Regions from separate parts of the Zea mays genome. Here region 1 is linked to region 2. A link is a contact called in public Hi-C data. All regions are on one chromosome and are shown on one strand. The core of a region is the stretch at or near the end of the contact, and the rest is flanking DNA. Distances in the headings are between cores, read along the strand shown. Region 1 has its middle 69 kb from the start of LOC100284259. Region 2 holds the start of LOC100284259.

The links. Hi-C and Micro-C count contacts between places; a contact is called where the count stands out from the background.
Region 1: a contact with region 2 is called in a Hi-C map of tassel, with 1.7 times the contacts expected there. The contact joins the enhancer-like site here to the promoter of LOC100284259 in region 2. A contact is called at or near these places in 2 of 25 Hi-C or Micro-C datasets (leaf and tassel).

What each region holds. Positions count from the first base shown.
Region 1 is chr3:119,268,166-119,275,806 of Zm-B73-REFERENCE-NAM-5.0, reverse strand. No RefSeq gene overlaps it. Among protein-coding and RNA genes, the nearest start is that of LOC100284259, 69 kb to the right of the region's middle. Within about 2 kb of position 2,961, at least 14 of the 20 cell types and tissues checked have an H3K27ac peak or open chromatin away from gene starts, as enhancers often do. A contact at or near this core is called in leaf and tassel, where this site is marked.
Region 2 is chr3:119,198,946-119,205,747 of Zm-B73-REFERENCE-NAM-5.0, reverse strand. It overlaps LOC100284259, which reads left to right and starts at 2,740. Exons shown (of 5, transcript NM_001371982.1): 1 at 2,740-3,258; 2 at 4,529-4,773; 3 at 6,185-6,317; 4 at 6,413-6,474; 5 at 6,587-6,802. The coding sequence starts at 2,921. The coding sequence ends at 6,624.

The DNA.
Region 1 (7,641 bases), core at 1,712-4,211, 70 kb before region 2:
TAAACCAAATTCACTGCCAAAAATCTAGAATCTCAACCATACATGTACAATAACATAATAGATTCCTAAAAATGTACATAATTCTCTAGTTAAATTCAGAATCACCTCATACCCCAGATTTTCCAGATTCCTACCATCCATGTTACAAGTTGTATTGCTCTTACAGAATCTATAATTGACAATTGTTTCAACCAAACATATTTGAGCGTTCCCACAACCGTTAGATCACAGTCTCACACCTCGTAGCTATAATTAGATTTTTAGAAAACTATAGTTGAACCAAATAGACCCTAGAACAACTAAAACATGGAATGAATTTGATCTGCCATGGTGGGTCTCTCTACCTAGCCTAGTCCACCCTTCCTTTACATTGTTGCTTAGTTAGGGCCTACTAGTTTCCACATCATCCTTGTGATCCATCAGCCAGGCCACCGAAAAGGTTTTAGGAGTAATGTCGATAAGCAATAGCTAAGTATAGTGTAAGAGTGGCCCATGATAAGGTTAATATTATCACTTTATTTGAGATTTCATGTAGGAATAGCCCATCCTATTCTATATTTTTGAAGTGCATATCCCTCATGGTCCTTACGTCTATCAATGCCGCCCCAGGGCCAAGTAAGTCCTAACTAGGGCCAACGCGCTGTTGAGGGCTCTAAATCCTAGGAGGGACAAAGATCCTAAGGGTATTACGATGGGGAGCTCGTGAGACCCTTTCAGTGGTAAGGGACCATTTATGGTTATGGGTGTCACCCCCTTGGCCCTAAGAAATCTATGCTTAGGGCCCAAAGGAGAGATCCTCTGGGGGCCCTTATCGTGCTAAGGGCCTAGAACCCTACAACGTCCTACCATCGGCTCCTAGGGTCATAAGTCGCTCAAGAGCCCATAGGGAAATTACTTATGGAACCATCTTAAGCTAAGGTCCCTGAACCTTTCTAAGGCTTCATGGCTTGGAGCCCAAGGCCCGTGCTACCCGAGGCCAATAGGACACATAAACTAACCGCTTGCAATGCTAACATGCTTGATCTAATAGAAGTAAGGAACAAGTTGATATAAAGGATAAATATACTAATATATATTACAATTTAAGGCTTTTTGCCAGGGCATAAATTATAAAGTGAGAGGAAGTCAGGGGCACCAACCAATTTTCATCGGTGTCATCGTCTAGCGCCCTTGCTCCATCATCACTATTGAAGTCGACAACCTCTTAGACCCAATGGCTGGCCACCATCTCCTGGCCTTCGTTATTTCATCCTCTAATTGGGTGGAGCTTATCCTTGAACCCTTCATAGACCAACTACAGGGGATAGGTCTAGTGACAGGTCCCTACGGATGGGATACCCAAAGTAGGCTCATTACTTGTGGCGGCCCAATTGAGCAAAAAGCCACCAACCAACTCCCGCCGAGCAACTCTATGAGACGGATGATCTAATTAACTCATGATGAGCAAATCCACAAGGCGAACGATCCGACCAACTCCCGTCGAGCAACTCTATGAGGCGGACAATCCGACCAACTCCTATCGAGCAACTCCACAAGGCGGATAGGCCGACAAAGTCACGTTGAGCAACTGGGCAAGGCAGGGGCATGAAGATCCACAATGGGGGCAGTATATATGTGGACACCAGTTCCACGACCCCCCGCCATGAGCCTAACAGGCGCACGCCTGTACCAGCTTTGCATGAAAACAAGGTGAACATTGTTGACCCACGCAAGCCATGATAAGGCACATCACCCCCGAAATACCGACCTAACTAACACCATGGTACCACCGGTAGTGTCTCCTCCTGGGCCCAAACGCTAGAGCCACCCTTAGCCCCGTCATGGAGAGACAACTTTCCCACCGACGCCGGCGCCACAGATCCGCCGGAAGCCATGGAGGTCATGTACTCCATGTCGGTGGAGGGGGTGATACTCCTCACTGACCTAGCGCGAGCCACACGCTCGACTTTCTTTTGCCTTTTTCTTGCCTGGAAGCACTTCTTGTTCGCCGCTAGGGTCTCCTTCTCCCTCTTCCTCTTCCTCTCCGCCTTGAGGGCGGCGTCCTTGGGGAGAGGAAGAAGGGAGGGCTTGATGGTCCCAAGACCCTACAAGACGAATGCATGTCACACCAAAGCAAGCAAACCACCCAAAGGAGAGAGAAGGCTAAGGGGGCTTACCAGATCACTCAATCTCCCGATCTCCCCTTATTGAGAGGCCCTCTTTCATAAAATACGACATCACCCCGCAGTGCCGCCATAAAAACGAACCTCGATCTCACTCTTTGTGAGGTCCACGACAGAGTGCCGGTCTGGATCGCACGCACCGACAAACTTCCACATCAGATTTTGGCAGACAAATTTCTACTCGCCGCGTAACAAGTGAATTTTGCGTGAAAAATGCCGCGTCTTACGACTTCGACGAATACGGGCAGGCCTCCCTTTAAAAAAATATTGTTTTACTGTTTTTAAAACTCGTTTTATGTTTCTTGAAAAATATTATCACAGGTGGTTTTATTACCCCCATTTAAATAGAAATAAGATGGCCGGCCTTGTTTAATTAGCTTGGACATGCACTTCGTAAATATGCGTGGTCAGTGGTCACGGTTGTGCTGGACAGCTGGAGATGGAAAGATGAGTCAGGGAGAGAGAAAGGCCAGGTGCAGTGTATGGCCTCTGTTCCGGCCTGTCGCGTGCATGCATGTTCATGCGTATATATCTCGGTACGTAACGCGCGCGGCCTGTCTTGCCCTGGCGCAGGGTAACACAGATTCAAACGCCAGCTAAACAGATTGAAAGGCCGTGTTTCCAGGTATTAATCATGCATGGATCACGATCGATGTACGACGTACGAAGCGCGCAGCTCGTGCCACGTACCTACGTACGTACTCAACTCATCCACCACATTGGCTTGCATGCTGCACTGCTGCAGGTTCATCGCACCTGGCCAGCAGGCATCACAATGCATTGTAGGCCCGTTACGCTGCAGGTAGACGTGTCCATTGCAGGGTTTACGTTGTAGGTCAGGCACCGTCCTCGTACCTTGCTAGCCTGTTGAGGACCCCGCCGGCCGGCATCGGATCGGAGTCACGTGTACTTCTACGGGTACGTACGTCGGTGCAGACGCTTCTGCGCGTACGTACGTCGGTGCGTACGAGTGTGTACCCGCACGTACGTGCAGCGCAACGTCCAACACAGGTGTGGCTATCTATTAGCTAACAGCTCTATGGAATCGACGAAATCCAATGCATGCAACAAAAAGACTGGTGGATAAACACGCGTCGGGATTTCGAAGCAGGCAATATAGATGGGGTGTTTGGGATAGCTCTGGGTTCCAACTTTGGTGTGGAGCTATAATTTATATAATATTAATTTAAATAGTTTTTAAAATATTTTTAATCTAAATAATAAATAAAATGACTTATCTAAATGTTTTTAAAGGTTTATAGCTTCCGCTTCATGATTTTCTGTAGTACCTAATGACCTGCTCTAACAACTCTACTAAATTTTTTGTTACTGGAGCTATCCCAAGCAGGGTCATAGTAGAAAACAGTTCAAAGCCTACAATATGTGATACCCGGTTTGCAAAGAGGAGAAGTGGATGTTATATTTTTTGTTCTTTTTCCTCATTCGGGTGATGCGCTTTGGGAATTTGGAATTTGTGGAAAACATTCACCTGTAAGACAATAGAATTTCTTTGGTTAGTTGCTTGCGACAGGGTCGGGAGCTATCACGTAGGCGAGTTGGGCCTTTAACCTTGATCTGGCCCATTAGTCTCCCCTAACCCTAGCCGGCCCCCTTTTCCCCTTGGGATTTTGCAGCCGCCCCCTTCCCCTCCCCTTTCTCTTGGACGCCACCCCCTCCCCTCTCCCATCTTCTTCCTCCTCAAACCTTTGCAGCCCTCACCACCCAAAACCCTAGCCGCCCCGCCCCCCCCCCCCCCCCCCCCCCCATTCTCTTTCCCCCCTCCAAGGTGCAGCCCTCCCGCGTGGTTCTCCGTCGTGTGGCTGCGATCTCAATTGGAGTTGGAGGGAGGAAGAAGGAAGGAGGAAGGGAAGAACCCAAGGTGAATTTGTGTTTAATTTTTGTTGTTTTTGTGCTGCAATCAATTGGATTATGCGTTTATCTTTGCGAATCGGTATAGGTGCTGTCCAGGATTTTTGTGAGTGGGTGGACAGCAGTAGTTCTAGGAATTTCTGGGAATTTTTGTGGGTTAATTAGTGGGAATCAGTGGGATAATCATGTAGAGCTTTGTCATACCTTTCCAACGAGTACTTATGCGCTCAATTCGGAGTTATAATTTAGGAGATATCATTGTTTGAATCCGGGTATGTTGCTGTCCAAAAAACAAATTTTTCAGGTGGGTGAACAGCAGTAGTATTAGTAGTTTTTGGGAATTTTTCGTGGGTATTTAGTGATAACCAGTATGATAATCATGTAGGGCTTTGTATTATCTTTCCAGTGAGTACTTATGCGCTTGATTTGGAATTATATTTTAAAAGATATCGCTGTTTGAATCCGGGTATGTCGCTGTCCAAAAGAGAAAAAAAACAGATTACAGGGTTTATCTTGTGGACTATTTTGGGCTAATTATATGTTGGAATTTAATTATAAATTGTATACAAAACTTGTGGGGAATTTTATGTAGATGCCTCTAGAGTTTTTGTTTGTTACCACTGCTGTCATAATTTTAAAGTTATGAAATTATTAAGCAGCGCCGCTGCAGTTTGGTGGGTGTGGGGAGAGATGTTACCCGCGGCAGGGTTTGAGATTGTGCGTAGGTGCGGCGTCGTTTATGAGCGTGATTGTGTGTAATTGGTGCACTAAGTTTTGTGTCAAAAACAGGTGGTTGACTTCCTGATCGTATTTAGGGATTTGCCCAAACTTCCGGTGAAGGCAAGTAAAACAATGATGGTTATTCCGTCTGTTGATTGAAGAGTCATATACTTGATTATGTTTGTGCTATTTGTGTTCGTATTCATATTCCTAATTGGGTACCGCCGTTTGAAGTTATTCATGTTTATTTATTATACATGTGGAGGTTGTGGTTTGATCATGCTACCCATGTGGTTTATTATGTGAAATGGGTGGAAGTATATGTCTAGCACATTTTATTTGGGAAGAACTCATGTTGTTGACATGCATAATGCATTCATCATCCATTGCATTGAAGTTTTGTCGCGATCTTATGGTCCGACCGTACCGGTACAATGAGCATCATATGTTGCCCGAGAAGGGGTATGATGCAGCTTCATATCCTTAGAGGTATGAAGGCAGAAGTTATACTGCATCTGTAGCCATGTGCATTCATGGGGAAGTGTGGAACCCATTATGGTGATGTGGATCTTTACTTTGTGATTCATCTTGGCATTAAGTAATTGATTACTTGCTTACTTGCTGCAAATTAATATTTAAGAAAGAAGTTGTGAACCACGTGGTTGCTTATGCACGGTTGGTTTACATTGTCCAACTGTTGTTTGCTCTTTTTACTTGCTGAGATGTGTCATCTCACTCTTGCATTGTCTGATGCAGGCACCTGATCTTTGCTTTGGGAAAGAAGGGATGTAGCAGCATGGCCACCACCTCTTTAAATAAAGGAACCACTGCTTAATAATGATGTTAAACAGGGAGGGTCAAGTCTAGGGGATTATTACATTCTAATCTTTCATGGTAGTTGAACTGTTTAGTTTGGTGGGCTAAGTTGTCTATCTTTTGTCTGGTCATGAATGTTCATTTGTACCGTTGCATTTTGATTATACTATGTCAATTATCTTTATTTTATATCCTATATGAACTCTATGTTTCCCTTGTTATGCTTCTTTCAAGGGAGGTGCTGCCGGATTTTGCAATACTTTCTTTCTCTATGTGTTGCATAAGTTTTGTAGGAAGGGTTTTTTGGTAACATCCATTGTGTGGGATCAGTGGGGTGTTACACAATACCCACTAATTTCTACATGCGGATTCAGTTAACACATGCTAGTTATACTTGTGGCACCGACATAAAGAACCGTCAGTGGAAACAATTTTTTACTGGCGGTTTTCTTAACTGAACGGGTTCGGTTAAGAGAACCATTAGTGCAAATGTGTTATCAATGGCGGTTCCTTACCAAACCGTCTATGAGGTAGTTTAAGATGATTAGATAATGTCTCTCATATCTCCATTTTCATGTTTAGTTCTAAATTTAGTTTATCCAAGATATATTTAGTTGTTTAATGAATGGTGCATGTGTTTATATGTAGAGAGAGGAAGATAGGTTTGGTAGTTAAGATTTTTTTGTTTATTAGTTACTAAGAAAGGTTGGTTTATATTTCTCTTGCCAATTTTTATTTATTCTTGCTCAATTTTAACCACATTTTGGATCAAGGGTTTCACCATGTGTTAGAGAGAAGAGTAGCTAGGGTTGTGTCTCTTTCCTCAAACGAGGTTGTTTAAGATGATTAGATATTGTCTCTCCTATCTCCCTTTTTATGTTTAGTTCTAAATTTTGTTTATCTATCCAAGATATATTTAGTTGTTTAATGAATGGTGCATATGTTTGTATGTAGAGAGAAAGATAGTTTTGGTAATTAAGATTTTTTTGTTTATCAGTTACTAAGATAGGTTGGTTTATGTTTCTCTTGCCAATTTTTGTTTATTCTTGCTCAATTTTAACTACATTTTGGATCTAGGGTTTCACCATGTGTTAGAGAGAAGAGTAGCTAGGGTTATGTCTCTATTTCCTCAAATGAGGTTGTTTAAGATGATTAGATATTGTCTCTCCTATCTCCCTTTTTATGTTTAGTTCTAAATTTAGTTTATCCAAGATATATTTAGTTGTTTAATGAATGGTGCATGTGTTTGTATGTAGAGAGAGGAAGATAGGTTTGGTAATTAAGATTTTTTGTTTACTAGTTACTAAGAAAGGTTGGTTTATGTTTCTCTTGCCAATTTTTGTTTATTCTTTCTCAATTTTACCTACATTTTGGATCTAGGGTTTCACCATGTGTTAGGGAGAAGAGTAGCTAGGGTTGTGTCTCTATTTCCTCAAATGAGGTTGTTTAAGATGACTAGATATTGTCTCTCATATCTCCCTTTTTATGTTTAGTTCTAAATTTAGTTTATCCAAGATATATTTAGTTGTTTAATGAATGGTGCATGTGTTTGTATGTAGAGTGAGGAAGATAGGTTTGGTAATTAAGATTTTTTGTTCACTAGTTACTAAGATAGGTTGGTTTATGTTTCTCTTGCCAATTTTTGTTTATTCTTGCTCAATTTTACCTACATTTTGGATCTAGGGTTTCACCATGCGTTAGAGAGACGAATAGTTAGGGTTTTGTCTCTATTTCCTCAAATGAGGTTGTTTCAGATGATTAGATATTGTCTCTCCTATCTCCCTTTTTATGTTTAGTTCTAAATTTAGTTTATCCAAGATATATTTAGTTGTTTAATGAATGGTGCATGTGTTTGTATGCAGAGAGAGGAAGATAGGTTTGGCAATTAAGATTTTTTTAATAGTTGTTAAGAAAAGTTGGTTTATGTTTCTCTTGCCAATTTTGTTTATTCTTGCTCAATTTTAACCACATATTAGATCTAGGGTTTCACCACATGTTAGAGAGAAGAGTAGTTAGGGTTGTGTCTCTATTTCCTCAAATGAGGTTGTTTAAGATGATTAGATATTGTCTCTCA
Region 2 (6,802 bases), core at 1,491-3,990:
TATCCCAGAACCTCCGAATGTAATCATTAACCAATTTATTTTTCCCTTGTCACAGGGCCACTAGGTCTACTAGATCTAACTCATAATCGCCGGAGAAGAAATGATCATGGAATTTCTGTTCTAAATCTTCCCAGAAAAAATAAAATTAAGAGGCAGTGTGGCATACAATACGAATGCAGTTCCTGTTAAAGATAATGAAAATAAAAGAACACGAAACACCACTGTGTCGACCAATTCTCCCAATTGTGTTAAGAGCTGGCCTATGTGCTCGCGTGTGCTCTTACCCTGGTCACCCAAAAACTTCGTGAATTTAGGTATCCTAATTCCGTGTGGGTATGGGTGATAATCAAATCGGCTATCATAAGCCCTCTGATATGACTTCCCCCAGGGATCATGATAACTCTAAGCTTATCTCAAAACGCCTCGACTATCTCTTCCCTCACTATATCAATGGCGACCGGTGGGAGTCCATCGGCTCTCTGGTCCAACATAGGTGTGGTTGTCTAGATATTAGTATGTTGTCTCCCTCCCCTCTGGCTTGGGTTTTGAGGTGCATTAATACTTGCCCTATGCGGCTCATAGGACTAGTCATTCCTTTCCGGCCTTCTAGGAGGGGCCGGAAAGTACTCACTCCCACAGATTTGGGATGTTATATTACTGTGCTGGCACGCTGTAGGATGTGATGGGAGGTTTAGCTGAAACAGATGTGCATTTGGATAATAGTCATCCTCATAAGGTTCTATGTACTCTGCGGTGTGCGCGGACTGCCCGGCCACATGGTCGGACCGTCCGGTAATGTATTCAGACTGCCTGGCGCTATACGCGGACAGTTCGAATGGGGTCGTTTAGGGTTCACGTAGTACGTGGCGACTCGGGTGCAGTTCTCGGCAATTCGTTTCTGGAAATAGTACCGGACGGTTTGCACTCACTTGCGGACGGTCCGGACGTGCGCAGATCAGCGGATTTACCACTGATTTGCATAGGAGGTTGTGGTTGTCCACCTGTAAAGGGGTTGCAGCTGGTCATGACAATCTGCTGCCGATGAATCACGTGTATTTTCCCCTAATTCAACCTCGTGCGAGCGAAAGTTTGCAACGGTGGATTTATCAAATGCACGCACTAGCCTTTTATAATCATTTTTCATACCCCCTGTAATCTGTTGCATCTGGTCTCGCTGCTCATCTATGTAAGCTCTAAGAGATTGGATTTCGTTTGTTTCGCTTACCTTGGGGTAGCCGCAGTAGGTTGAAGCGAAGCCAGATTAGTCGCCCGTTGTCGAACAACCTTGTTGTTCCTGTCCACTCTGAAATTGGCCAGGAACTTTGCTTTTGCTTCCTTTATCAGCTGCTCCTAGTGCTCCTTGAACTCCAGTTGTTCTTCAGCCAGCAAGTTTTGCAAAGTCGGCTCGATGATGTTACTGGGGGAGACGTTAGAGCTATCTTTTGATCCGGCCGTTGAGGGCCAACCTGATAGATCTTCACGTGATGTCTCTAGCGGAGTCACCAAAAAAGTGTGTTGGCGTCGATCCGGGCGTCATTCACTGCGATGAGTACCGACGGCGGTGCTCTCTGCGGAAGCGCGGACAGTCCGCAGCCGAGGGTCGGACGTTCCACGACCTGGCGCAGAGGTTAGGGTTCCTGCCTAACAAGCCGGACGGTTCGCGCCTGGGGGCCGGACGGACCACACGTGCGCAAGGGCGGCGGAGTTCGCCGAACAGCACCTGGATCTCGGTCCCGGTAGGGACCCCGTCGGGGAGGAGAGATCCTAGGGTTTGTCTTTGGATCGGCAGGCCAACCAAGACACCTCTAAACGACGTAGAGCCAGAGAGAGGTGAAAATTAGAGAGAGGAATCTAAGTTACTATCTACTCCTAGGGCAAAATGTAAAAAACTAGAGGTATATTGATTGATTGATTGATTGTTAGTTTTTCAATCGGCCGTACCCCTTTAAATATATAAGGGGGAGGTCTGGATCCGTTTCTAGTCGTTCTCCAACAGCTCTCGCGGGATTAGAGGGCTAAACACGCGAAGAGATAGAAGTTTTAACCGTCTGATTCGATATATTCATGGACCGTCCATGCCTATGAGCGAACCGTCTGGCCGTGATCAGTACCACAAATGCTGCTCAACAATACGTGATGGTCTTACTTACAAAGCCTATGCTTATTGTGATGCGGCGCTAGTAATAAAGGATCTCGGACCGACAAAGGTGATTGTTAAAACGGGTTGCCAAGGATTAGTGGCTCCATGGAATTCTAGAAGTAGTAATTGGTGTGCTATTAAATCAAATCAAGGAACTTGGCCGACAAAGCACACATTTTTCTCTTTGCTTTATGTAAAGGAGGGTAGCAAACATGTGTGTTTCATTACACAAACAACCAAGTTCGCTTTGATTTCAAATTCTGAATATACGTGGTTGCATGATATCCCGAACTTTTTTATGTCTCAATGTATTCAGCATGCAGAACTCTCGTGCTAAGAAATGAATGAAGCAATAAAAAGGCTCTTTTTCCCGGGTGTTTTGGTGGTTTAGTCTGGCTTTGCTTTTTAGATTGTTGTGGTTCGGTGTCCGTGTGAACTCCTGGATCTGGATTCTGGACTGTGGAGTGTTTGGGTCTGTGTTTTGAAACAGAGAGTCGAGACTTTAATTCTGCGAGGGTGGTATGTGCAAAACTGGACGGGCCGTGCATTATCATGAGAGCCTACTATTATTTCTACACACCCACAACCACAACCCTTGTGACATTATTGCCCCCTCTTCCCTTCCCAACCCAACCCATTGCATTTGCAAGCCCTTTTACATTGCAGAGCGCCAGAGCCTCGCTCGCTCTCGGAACAGAGCTAGGCAGCTAACAGACGAAGAAGAAGCAAGCCAAGCAGAATTGAGAGAGAGGCGAGGACGTGGCGACGACGGCAGCCGCGATGGCGACGACGACGGACCTGGGGTTCGAGGCGACGGAGCTCCGCCTGGGCCTGCCCGGCGGGGGAGGTGGAGGGGAGCCGGCGCTGGGCGGCGAGGGGAGGAGCTCTTCCTCCGCCTCCGGCAAGAGGGGCTTCGCCGAGACCATCGACCTGAAGCTGAAGCTGGAGCCAGCGGCCGTCGTGGAGGCGGAGGAGGAGGAGGAGGACCACGGCGTTGCTGTTGCCCTTGAGAAGGAGGAGGAGGCCGGGAAGATGAAGCGGTCCCCGAGCCAGAGCAGCGTCGCCGCCGCCGCCGCCGCCGTGCTGGCTGACCCCGCCGAGAAGCCGCGCGCCGCCAAGTACGTCGTCGTCCTGTCCTGTCTCCTGTCTACTGTCCTAGCTCTAGCTCTGTTCCGTACGTATGTGCATATATGCTTAGCTGTTAATCGTCTCCACTCCATGATGCACATATATGCCCCGCGCGCTTCAAGTCACGAATCTCTCTGCTCCAGTTTATCCGTTTGCTCATAGGTAATAGAGAAAGACAGAGAGGGCCGGGGGGAGAATTAATCCAACCGTGTTAATAACCATGCGATCTTTGTTCATCCAACAACGAAGAACACGATCGAGCACGAACGCACATCTACGTACTCCTACCTATCATCGCAACAACGATCGAGCACCAGCCGCGTGCCAGCTGGTTGAAGACAAGATGCATGAGTTGAGCCCGGATACGATCCACGAACTGCTCGTAGTCGTAGCCAGCCAGCCCAGCAGTCGAGGAGGAGGAGGAGGAAGAGACAGCGGCACGTTACGTGTGGGGGCAGCGGGAGACAGCGGCTAGTGCCGACACGATAAAAGAAAGAAAAGAAACCCCACCACACTGCACGTATAGATCTCTTTCTCTGCCTCTGCCATTTTTTTGTCCACATCAACATCATTTTCCACATCACTCGCCTGTCCGGTTCGTTCATGCATCCGGTCCTGATCGCTCGCTCGCTCGCTGCTCCAGGCCAGGCTTAGAACCGATGGTGACGGCACGGTAGAACAGAGAACTACTGTGTGTGCGTGTGGGGTTATACATCTATCTATCTCTCTCTCTTTTTTATTATTTGGGCCCCTGTTCTGTTTCCCATACTGCCAAAGACTATACTATAGACGCCCATGCACTGCGCCATGGTCGTAAGCTACATTGGGTTCACCGTTCATGGATCGCCATTCTAGATCTGCTGTCCCCCGGCCTAGCTAAGCTAGCCCTCCTCCATATTACTATCGACTTTTTTCTCATAAAAAAACACATTTTGCACATGCCTACGACGTGTATGTTTTGGGCAAGAAATAAAACAAGGTACCACTACCCAGTCCACACAGAGACTACATGCATGAGCAACGAACAAACAAAAAAAAGCAGTAAAGTATATATAGTGTATATACTTATACTATACAACAGCAACGAACCAAAAAAAAAAACAGGACAGCTTAACAATTTGCACGCAATTTGCAGTAAAGTATATAGTATGTATATACTTATAAATCTAATGCTGGATCTGGATGGACGTCTCAGTCTCATCTACCGTGTGTACGTTTTGAGTTTTGACAGAGGGAGGTATATTGTATATACACCTGCAGGGCTCAGGTGGTGGGATGGCCACCGGTCCGGTCGTTCCGGAAGAACATCATGTCCGTGCAGTCCGACAAGGGCGCCGCCGCCGCCAACGGCGACAAGTCCTCGCCGGCGGCAGGCGGCGGTGCCGCGTTCGTGAAGGTGAGCTTGGACGGCGCGCCCTACCTGCGCAAAGTGGACCTCAAGATGTACAGGAGCTACCAGCAGCTGTCCAAGGCGCTCGAGAACATGTTCAGCTCCTTCACCATCGGTACTAAATTTAATTTGACAGCTGCTACTACTACTACCATAATTACTACATCGCGGTAAAAACACAGCGCACTCGATTCTTTTTTAACCTTTCTAATGAAGTACCTACAAAGTACACCAAAGTATATATACTCCTCTTTTTTTTTGGAAACGGAACTGATCTGTTTTTAAATTAAAATGCATGCAAGGTGTTTTATTTTAGTTCGTTCTAATATAATAAGTCAAATCCTGTATGTGTAACACCATGCCTGGAATCAAATTTACAAAATAAATGTACTAACGTTTGGAGAATACGAACATACTATTAGTTAAGATATAGTGTTCAATGGTAGATTAGTTAGATGAAAACGAAATTGCATCATATCGGTATGTACATTTTGTAAACATAAAAAAAACTGGCCAAATGTGAAGAAGCCTGACCTACATGCATGTAGTTTTTAGTTTGCTCATGACACTCATTTTCTTTAAAAAAAAAATGAGTATACTGTACTCACTCCGTTAACAAGAGAATGCAATTCTTGTTTTTCCAAAAAAAAAAGTCTAAACTTTGACTAAATTTGTTTTTAAATATAAGCATTTATAATATAAAATAAGCACCATTAGATTAAGTTATAGAATATGTTTTTATAGTAAATTCATTTGCAGACATAAACTAAATGTTGATCCTATTTAATATAATATAAACTCGGTTAAATTTCAGCTATATTAACCGGCACAAATACTTGTATTTTTGTTTGTGGACGAGGAGGGAGGGACTACTAGTTAAACCACTCATTACCAATGCATGAAGTCGATAATTTTTACGGGCTGAGGATTAATTGGGTAGGTATATATGATTGCATTGGCATTCATTTGCACGCATGCATGCATGTGTGGTGGTGGTCACCATGTGCCAGCGGTGTGGTGCGCTCCATGATTTGCATCCTTGGTAGGTGTCCGCCCTGGCTGGCTGGCATAATGCCCTTGTCTCTGCCAACAACACATCTCCCGATCCTCTACATCATGTAGCAGCTCATGTGTGCACGCTTGACAGATGATGATGATGATGATGATCAGCTACCTAGCTAGCTCCATCATTGTTGCCATGCATGTGGTGTTCTTGGAGCTCCGTGTAAACTAATCCACGTGTGTTCACCGTACCGGCGGCGTGCACGTATCTTAGAGCTAGAAATAAGAAAAGGCCTGCTGTCGTTCGTTGCTCAGCAACTGCCATGGATTTGGTTGTATATTTCCCTAAGAACCATCGGTTGAAGTATATATATATGCCTTGTTTGATGGATTATTCCACATCAAGTTTGTTAGCTATCTTTTGAGGTTCAAATCGACTGTTTGCAGCACATTATTGCAGAGCATACACTACCTTGACTTGGATATATAACTAACCAAATGAATGGATGGATGGTGAGGTTCAGGAAGCTGTGGGTCTCAAGGGATGAACGGCATGAACGAGAGCAAGCTGGTGGATCTGCTCAACGGCTCCGAGTACGTGCCGACCTACGAGGACAAGGACGGGGACTGGATGCTCGTCGGCGATGTGCCGTGGGAGTGAGCACTGCATGCATGCGCTTCTTCCTGCACTATACTCCTTATTATATTATTGCCTAATCGGAAAATAATAATAATTTCCATTTCATTTTCAGGATGTTCGTCGAATCATGCAAGCGCCTTCGGATCATGAAAGGATCAGAAGCCATTGGCCTGGGTGAGTTGACATATATGATTATTATTATTACTAATCTCAACAACAAAAGAGACTTTCTAGGGTAGTAAGCAGCCCGTTTGTTTCATCTGGTCTCTATCTCTGAATTTTCCAGCGCCAAGGGCCATGGAGAAATGCAAGAACAGAAGCTGAGGAGAAGACGGACGGACGGAAGCTTGCATCTCAGCACCACCAGGGGTGGATGGATGCAAGAAGAACAAATCTCCATGGCTTTTGCAGCTCTGCTCGTCTCTGTATCATACTCGTCGTCCCTGCCCTTCAGGCCTCTGTATCTCCCTGATCAATGAAGTCGTTTTGGTGTGTCAACTGT